3 separate regions of the Sus scrofa genome follow, and regions 2 and 3 are each linked to region 1. The links are chromatin contacts, called in public Hi-C and HiChIP or PLAC-seq maps. All regions are on one chromosome and are shown on one strand. Each heading gives the region's core, a stretch centred on a gene start, on an enhancer-like site or on the middle of the called end of the contact. The rest is flanking DNA. Distances are from core to core; before and after follow the strand shown.

Evidence for each region. Hi-C and Micro-C count contacts between places; a contact is called where the count stands out from the background. HiChIP or PLAC-seq counts read pairs in DNA pulled down with a chosen protein or histone mark.
Region 2: an H3K27ac HiChIP or PLAC-seq map of alveolar macrophages shows a contact between it and region 1. The contact joins the promoter of SLC25A19 here to the promoter of LOC100521680 in region 1. A contact is called at or near these places in 1 of 5 promoter capture datasets (fetal liver), 3 of 47 Hi-C or Micro-C datasets (heart right ventricle and liver) and 1 of 2 datasets of contacts at active chromatin or transcription factors (alveolar macrophages).
Region 3: a Hi-C map of liver shows a contact between it and region 1, with 5 times the contacts expected there. The contact joins the promoter of EXOC7 here to the promoter of LOC100521680 in region 1. A contact is called at or near these places in 1 of 47 Hi-C or Micro-C datasets (liver) and 1 of 2 datasets of contacts at active chromatin or transcription factors (alveolar macrophages).

The regions. Positions count from the first base shown.
Region 1 is chr12:5,631,059-5,633,621 of Sscrofa11.1, reverse strand. LOC100521680 (histone H3.3) reads right to left here and starts at 1,296. Exons shown (of 4, transcript XM_003131194.4): 1 at 1,147-1,296; 2 at 539-676; 3 at 265-418; 4 at 1-177. The coding sequence starts at 666. The coding sequence ends at 49.
Region 2 is chr12:6,032,371-6,034,933 of Sscrofa11.1, reverse strand. SLC25A19 (solute carrier family 25 member 19) reads right to left here and starts at 1,273. Exons shown (of 8, transcript NM_001164514.1): 1 at 1,198-1,273; 2 at 673-726. LOC102165522 (a long non-coding RNA gene) reads left to right here and starts at 1,288. Exons shown (of 3, transcript XR_002336994.1): 1 at 1,288-1,389.
Region 3 is chr12:5,330,214-5,332,776 of Sscrofa11.1, reverse strand. It overlaps EXOC7 (exocyst complex component 7), which reads right to left and starts at 1,282. Exons shown (of 20, transcript XM_003357964.4): 1 at 1,125-1,282; 2 at 869-934. The coding sequence starts at 1,184.

The DNA of each region.
Region 1 (2,563 bases), core at 47-2,546:
AAGTATTTTACAGAATTTACTACAAAACACCATAAAAACTGCCTTCACTTAAGCTCTCTCTCCCCGTATCCGGCGAGCCAACTGGATGTCTTTGGGCATGATGGTGACTCTCTTAGCGTGGATGGCACACAGATTGGTATCTTCAAATAAACCCACCAGGTACGCTTCACTAGCCTCCTGTTGAGGACAAGAGCCACACATTAAACTCCCTCCAAGGACCACCGCACACAAGCCAGCCCTCCGCCCCTGCCACCGCCGTCTCACCTGAAGCGCACCAATGGCGGCGCTCTGGAACCTCAAGTCAGTTTTGAAATCCTGGGCGATCTCCCTCACCAACCTCTGGAAGGGCAGCTTCCGGATCAGAAGCTCCGTGGACTTTTGGTAACGACGGATTTCTCGAAGCGCGACGGTCCCGGGCCTGGAGCGAGCAGGAAGGGCGTAAAGGGACACCAGTTAAGTGACAGGACCGAGCAAGCAGCCAGAGGGTCCAACTCGCGGCGCGCCCGCCGAGTCATTGTCTCCCTGCCGCGCTGCCTACCTGTAGCGATGAGGTTTTTTCACCCCGCCGGTAGAGGGAGCGCTTTTCCTGGCAGCTTTAGTGGCCAGCTGTTTGCGGGGCGCTTTCCCACCCGTGGACTTACGAGCAGTCTGCTTGGTTCGGGCCATTTTCTTTTACCTGCAGGAGACACCCGTGACTCGGGGGCCGCGACGCTCGCCTCCCGGGGTGAGACGGCGAGCGTGCAGAGGGCGGGACGCCCGGCGCGCCTGCCCTCCCGCCTCCCTGCGCCCCACGGCGGGCGGCAGATGGCCGAGGGCCGCCGCCTCCACCCCCCCTCCCCTAATGACTCAGGCGGCGAGTAGCAGCAGCCTCCCCTGGGAGGGGGGGCGCGGGGAGGAGTCACTTCCCCTCCTCGACGGGCGGAGGCCCAGCTGCCGGGAACCCGGAGTCGGGACCTCTGAATCACCAGCGGGAAAGAGGCGGAGACGCGGTTCCGGAGCGAAGCCCCAAGGGAAAACCACCCGACCCCAGAGTCGCCAGCAGCAGTCAGAGCAGCCCGCACCAGCCGGCACTCAGCTCCCAACGGTCGTGGCCCGCGGCATCAACGGCCGGCAGGGCCTCAAGCCGCAGGCAAAGCCGAGACTTACCCAACAGCGAAGTCTGAGGCCGCTTCCCCCACCGCCGTGCCGCTCCCGCCGCCCAATGAAGAGCCGCAGTCGCCGAACCAAAGCAAGAAGCAACTCCAACGAACGACCAAACCGCTCTGCGCTCCAGGCCCCCCCTAAGCCTCCGCTTTTATACCCACGCTTCACGCTGCGTCTCTGCGTCATAGGACCCTAATTTGCATACACCAACGACTTTTCCTATTGGCTGACACTTTCGCCGACGCGCTGACATCCCCCGACACAAAGGCCGTGCTTCGGCCCCGTTTCCTGATTGGCGGATGTCTAGGCCACTGATTGGCTGTTAAAGTGGCCTAACGATTGGGTGAATGCAAAGAGGAATGGACGAATCAGAGGTTGGCACTAAGCGGCTCTTCTGATTGGATAAAATGGAGCTATGTTTGGATCCTTCCCTTGGTTCCAAAGCTCTACAATAGAAAGTCAATGCAAATGAATTGTACTGGTCTCTATCAGGACTTAAGAGTCGGGATGGGATAGCTTATTTGCATCAAGCTAATACAATGCAGGAGGAGACGTTACTTTAACGAAAAATTTGTAAACTACCTTCCAATGTAAACTAAAATGTGTTCCCTGTGATTATTTACTTTTCACTAACATTGTGATAGTTAGGTACGTAGTTTAAATAAGAATTAGAAATCAGTAAATTATGTTATCTTACAAGTATTTTATGTATCAGGTATATACATTTTAACTAAAAAGCAGTTCTTTCGTTCGATGGGGTGGGGATGAGTAAATAATAGATACAAAGAAACAAATGCCAGGAGTTCCCGTCGTGGCGCAGTGGTTAACGAATCCGACTAGGAACCATGAGGTTGCGGGTTCGGTCCCTGTCCTTGCTCAGTGGGTTAACGATCCGGCGTTGCCGTGAGCTGTGGTGTAGGTTGCAGACGCGGCTCGGATCCCGCGTTGCTGTGGCTCTGGCGTAGGCCGGTGGCTTCAGCTCCGATTCAACCCCTAGCCTGGGAACCTCCATATGCCGCGGGAGCGGCCTAAGAAACAGCAACAACAACAACAACAACAAAAGACAAAAAAGACCAAAAAAAAAAAAAAAAAAAAAAAAAAAAAAAAAAAGAAACAAATGCCAAGTGATTTTTATAAGTTCTTAGACCATCACAAAATACGTTGTGATTTCAATATACAAGAAGTAACCTTGTGACTTCAATATACAAGAAGTAACCTACTAAGCAACATATTTTTAAAATTATGTAATTCACCTGAACAAAATGACCACAGCAAGAAAGAGAATACTCAGTTCTAAAACAACATTTGCATGTCCATAAAGGCAATTAAATAAGTGCCCTTGTATTTAATAATATATCCTGGAAAGTATTACTTCTGAAGAAACATGACAAATGTATAAAAGTGGTAATACCTACCTTTG
Region 2 (2,563 bases), core at 24-2,523, 400 kb before region 1:
AAGGGGGCATTTCTATAAGTAGGCGTTCTGTATAGCTGGACATAATCTTACACCTCAAATCAAGAAGCCTGAGTTCAGGGAGTTCCTGCTGTGGCTCAGTGGATTAAGAATCCTACTAGGATCCATGAGGATGCGGGTTCGATCCCTGGCCTCACTCAGTGGGTTAAGGATCCCACATTGCTGTGAGCTGTGGTGTAGATTCACAGCTGCAGTTCCAATTTGACCTCTAGCCTGGGAACCTCTATATGCTATGGGTGTGGTCCTAAGAATAAATAAATAAATAGAAAACTACTTTATAAGAAAAAAAAAGAAGGGAGTTCCCTTCATGACTCAGCAGAGACAAATCTGACCAGCATCCATGAGGACAAAGGTTCAATCCCCGACCTTGCTCAGTGGGTTAAAGATCTGCCATTGCTTTGAGCTGAGGTGTAGGTCACAGACTCGGCTCAGATCCTGCGTTGCTGTGACTGTGGTGTAGGCCCGTGGCTATATCTCAGATTGGACCCCTAGCAGGTTTCATTTTCTTCTGGAAAATGGTAATGATGGTGGCCCTGCCTAGCCAGATTCCTGGAAGGAACATCCAAGATATCATGTGTGATAAGCTCTGTAAGAAAGGTAAAATTTTTTTACACGTGAAAGGGCTTGTAAATCACAATTCAGTAGTGGCCTTACTTTTTCTGCGGGTTCAAAATTTCCTTCTTGTACCAAAAAGCCTTGATATTTAATCTGAAGAGACAAGATAAAAAATGAAATATGATTACATGTATGATACAATTCAGTATTCAGAAGATAGGGAGCCGCTGGTGTCTCCCTTAGCCACTCCCCTTTTACTACTGCAGCAGCTATGCAGGTCTCCCGCGGTGAGCGTGTGTGCCCCTGGGCTCAGCTGAGAGTCTCTGCAGATGTGCCCACGTGTGGACACAGATGTCCACGTGTGCCTTTGAGCGTGTTTTTTCTCTCCGAGTCAGAGAAGACACCCGCGAGGTGGGCTCCCGCGTGTAGAAGTGCCCGGGGCGTGTCCAGGATTTTGCTCCCTGCGTCCCTGAAGATGCTTCTCACGTCAGACGTGACACGTGTGGGTACAGTCCCAGCCCCCGCGTGAGTACTTGCGCGTGTGGGCCCCTCCCGGGGAGCAGGGGAGCGACGGTGCAGGTCCCCGAGAAAAGTGCCAGGAGGGAGGAGGTAAAGGTCACTCACCCAGCTCAGAGGGCGCGGCAGAACTCTCCGCGCTCTTCTCTCCCTCCCTTCTCGCGCACGCTAACAGCAAAATTTAACTGCTCTTGGCAGGAACCGACGGGCTTCGGGACCAATCACCGCGCAGCTTCCGACAGACGCTGAACCAATGGTTGCAAGCCGCCCCTGGACCAACGCCTCTCAAGTTACCTCTGGGTAATGTAGTCCTTCGCTACCAAGGTTGTTTTCACCGCCCCCTTACCCCGCGAGGCGCAGAGCCTCCTGGGAGATGTAGTCCCTCGGCGCACGCGTGCGCAAATATAACCCACGCGTTGGAAGGAGGCGGGTCCCAAGCCAGACTGCGTACTTGGAGGTCGCGGTGCAAAGTGGCCCGCGCTTTAGATCAGCCTGCTGGCCGGCGGAAGTTTAGGGCGTTCTGGACTTGACCTCCTTTCCTCAAAACCGTCGTAGTTCCAGAATCCGGATAATCTAAACTTGGAAAAGATGGCGGGAAGCTTAATCAAAGCCTGGAGGCCATGGAGGAGGGAATAGATGAGTTTTTAAGTCCAAGATGGGGACGGCAAAAATACAGAGGTTTTGTTTGCCCTTAGGAAAATAAAAATACATAGACATATTACAGAAAATGTAGAAATAAAGGGGAAATGACTCATCCTACCTTTCTTACGCAAATAGCATCAGCGTTTTGCAGGACAGTATTTCTTCCTGATTTTTAAATAAATTGTTTTTTACATTAGTGCAATCATTTTGACGCACAATATCTATTTTTAATTTTTTTTTTCTTTTGTCCTGTGGCCTACGGAAGTTCCCGGACCAGGGATCGAATCCGAACCTCAGCTGTGACCTAAATCTCAGCTGTGGCAACACTGGATTCTTAACACCTTTTGGCACTGCAGGATCTCCTTTATTGCACAATTTAAAATCTTTTCATGCATATGCAGTAGTAGAGAGACCAGCTCAATGAGCCACCATATAGTCATTACTGAACTTCAGCAATTAACCAACCCTTGGTCAGTCTCATTTCCTCTATACCAGCAGCTATGTGCCACTGGTGCGGAGTCCAGACTCAATTTATTGGCCTCACTGCAGGACAAGCCAATAAATTGGAAGAGGAAAATTAAAAAAAAAAAAAATGAAAGAGGAGTTTTGGGGGCAAGGAATAATGACTTTATTGAGAATGCCAGCAGACTGAGAAGATGGTGGACTCTTGTCCCAAAGAACTGTCTGGCCTGGGTTAGAATTCCGGCTTCTTTTATGAGGGAGTCACACAGTTCCTGGTTCCAGTCAGCCTCAGAAGGGATGTGTTAATTTATTCTTTCCTGCAGTCACACAGATGGGCCTGGTCAGGAGGTTTCCTGGGAGCTGAACAAAG
Region 3 (2,563 bases), core at 33-2,532, 300 kb after region 1:
AAATGCTCTCACTTATGTGTGGAATCTAAAAAAAGCACACAATGAACTTCTTTGCAGAACAGATGCTGACTCGCAGACTTGGAAAAACTTACGGTTGCCAAAGGAGACAGGTTGGGGGTGGAGGGATGGGCTGGGGGTTTGGGATGGAAATGCTATAAAATTTGGTTGTGATGATCGTTGTACAACTATAAACGTAATAAAATTCACTGCGTTAAAAAAAAAAAAAAATGGAGTTCCCGTCGTGGCGCAGTGGTTAACGAATCCGACTAAGAACCAGGAGGTTGCGGGTTCGGTCCCTGCCCTTGCTCAGTGGGTTAACGATCCGGCGTTGCCGTGAGCTGTGGTGTAGGTTGCAGACGCGGCTCGGATCCCGCGTTGCTGTGGCTCTGGCGTAGGCCGGTGGCTACAGCTGCGATTGGACCCCTAGCCTGGGAACCTCCATATGCCGCGGGAGCGGCCCAAGAAATAGCAACAATAACAACAACAACAACAAAAACAAAAAGACAAAAGACAAAAAAAAAAAAAAAGAAGTGGTAACCTGGCCATCCTACCCTCACTTGAATTGAGGGTGACACATGGCCAGCATCCAACCCACTTAGGTCAGTCTCACTAAGTGTTTGCAGAGGAGAGAAGGAAGCATGGAGAACTTAGGCAGAGATCAGAAAGTCCAGGCCAGCGGGGACTGCAGCATCTGAGGCCAAGGGGCTGACAAGGGGTAAGAGACGTGCCACACTGCTGCGGGAGAAACCCACGCGTCACGGCTGTCACTACCCAGACCAGAACCCCAGCCCTTAGGTCCAGGCACGACCGGGTCGCAGGGTCTCCTCCAGCGCCTGGAAGCCCCCCCAGCTGAGGAGGGGTTACTCACCATGTTCTTGGTGAGCTGGTCGCTCTTCTCCAGACTGTCTCGGATGAAGGACAGCGTCTCCTCCTCCTGGGGGGAGCGCAAAGGAGGACATCACCAGAAGCCGGAGGCTAAAGGAGCTCACCGCTCCCGTGGTCTCGCCCCCTACTCAGTCTCCTGGCAGGGAGTGTCCCCTTCCCACTCCTGACGCCTCCCTGAGTGGATGCCTGGCCCGGATCTCGGCCCCTTCCCCTCCCCCGCCTCCCAGTGCCAGCCCCACCTGCTTCAGCTTGTCCTCGATCTCCCGCCGCCGGGCGGACGCCTCCTGCGGGGGGATCATGGCTTCGACTCTGCGACTCCCACTGCCCAGTACCTCGTCCCAGCTGACCCTCTCGGCTCCCGTTCCTGTCACACCTACTTCCGCCCGTGGCCCCGCCCCGGGGCGCGCTAGTGGTGCCATATTGGGAGTGGCAGGTGGAAGTGCGCCTGCGTAGAACTCAGTACAGCGGTCTGGAGTGGCCATCTTGAGTGTGGCAGGGAGGTGTGGCCTGGATTCTCCTAGGTGAAGGGATTGCTGTTCTCATCAGAGAAGGTTCTTGGGTGGTGTTTTGTCCTGTCGCTGGCAGAACAGTAACAGCTCACTTGGCCGTCTTCGGGGGAAGGTTTACGCCTTTCACAAAATCAATGACGAACTCCTTTCTCCAGATCGAAGTCTGAATCCAGGCACCAATGTCGCCTTTCCCACAAAACGCAGCACAGAGCTTGTCACACACTAGATACCCAATTGTGCCCATTTAATGAACCAAGGACCTGTGTAGTGTCCCTCTTTGGCCCTAAAAGCTCACGGAACAGGCCCAGTGTGCAAGTAACTAGGTTTTGCAGTGGATCCAGAGCATACGTACCTGCAGTAACCTTGAACCAGTCCCCTACCCTCTCCCAACCCCACCCCCGGCCACGCCCCCAAGCTGTATTTAGAGGAGACCCCGCCAAGGAGTTGAGACATTCCGGCAGCCGCAGGAACCAAGGCTTTCTGATTTCCTCCAAGGCCCGTGAGAAATGCTCCCCGTGTGTCTGAATGCATGCATGCCTCAGTCTCTCCCTAAGGACACCACCACCCTGGGCCCCAAGCCCTTAGACAGGTCTCAGATCTCTCAGGCTTCGCCTTGCACTGTTTGCAGACTTATAGTTCTCTACCCACAGCCTGGTCCTCACCAACCCCGCCAGTAAAACCACACAGCCCTCTCCAAAGCAGACACCCTGGCCGGGCTGGGTGGCTCACAAGTCAGGATTATGGTTTCAGATGCTGTTGGGGCCATGGGTGAGCACTCTGTCCCCGACCCCGAGCCTGGGAACCTCCATATACTGTGGGTGCGGCCCTAAAAAGACCAAAAGAAGAAAAATTAAATAAATAAATAAAAGAATGAAAAGACCAGTTTCGGTGATTCCCAGCCCAATGTCAGGCACATGCTGTTGGCAGTGGACACTGATTTGGTAAAAGCTGTGATTCCCTAACTATACTCAGCACAAGCTGCTTCAGCCAAAGGAGAAAGCGGTGTTTCAGCTGCAGCCTCGGTTGCTTGGCTTTCATTCCCAAACTTGTTCAGAGCACAAATGTGAGGGTCGCCTAGAGGCCCCAACTGCCCAACTCTCAGGGATGCTCTTTCTGGGGGGTGGGGGATAGGGAGGAAGCAAGAGCTTGCTCCCTTCACAGCCTGTTTT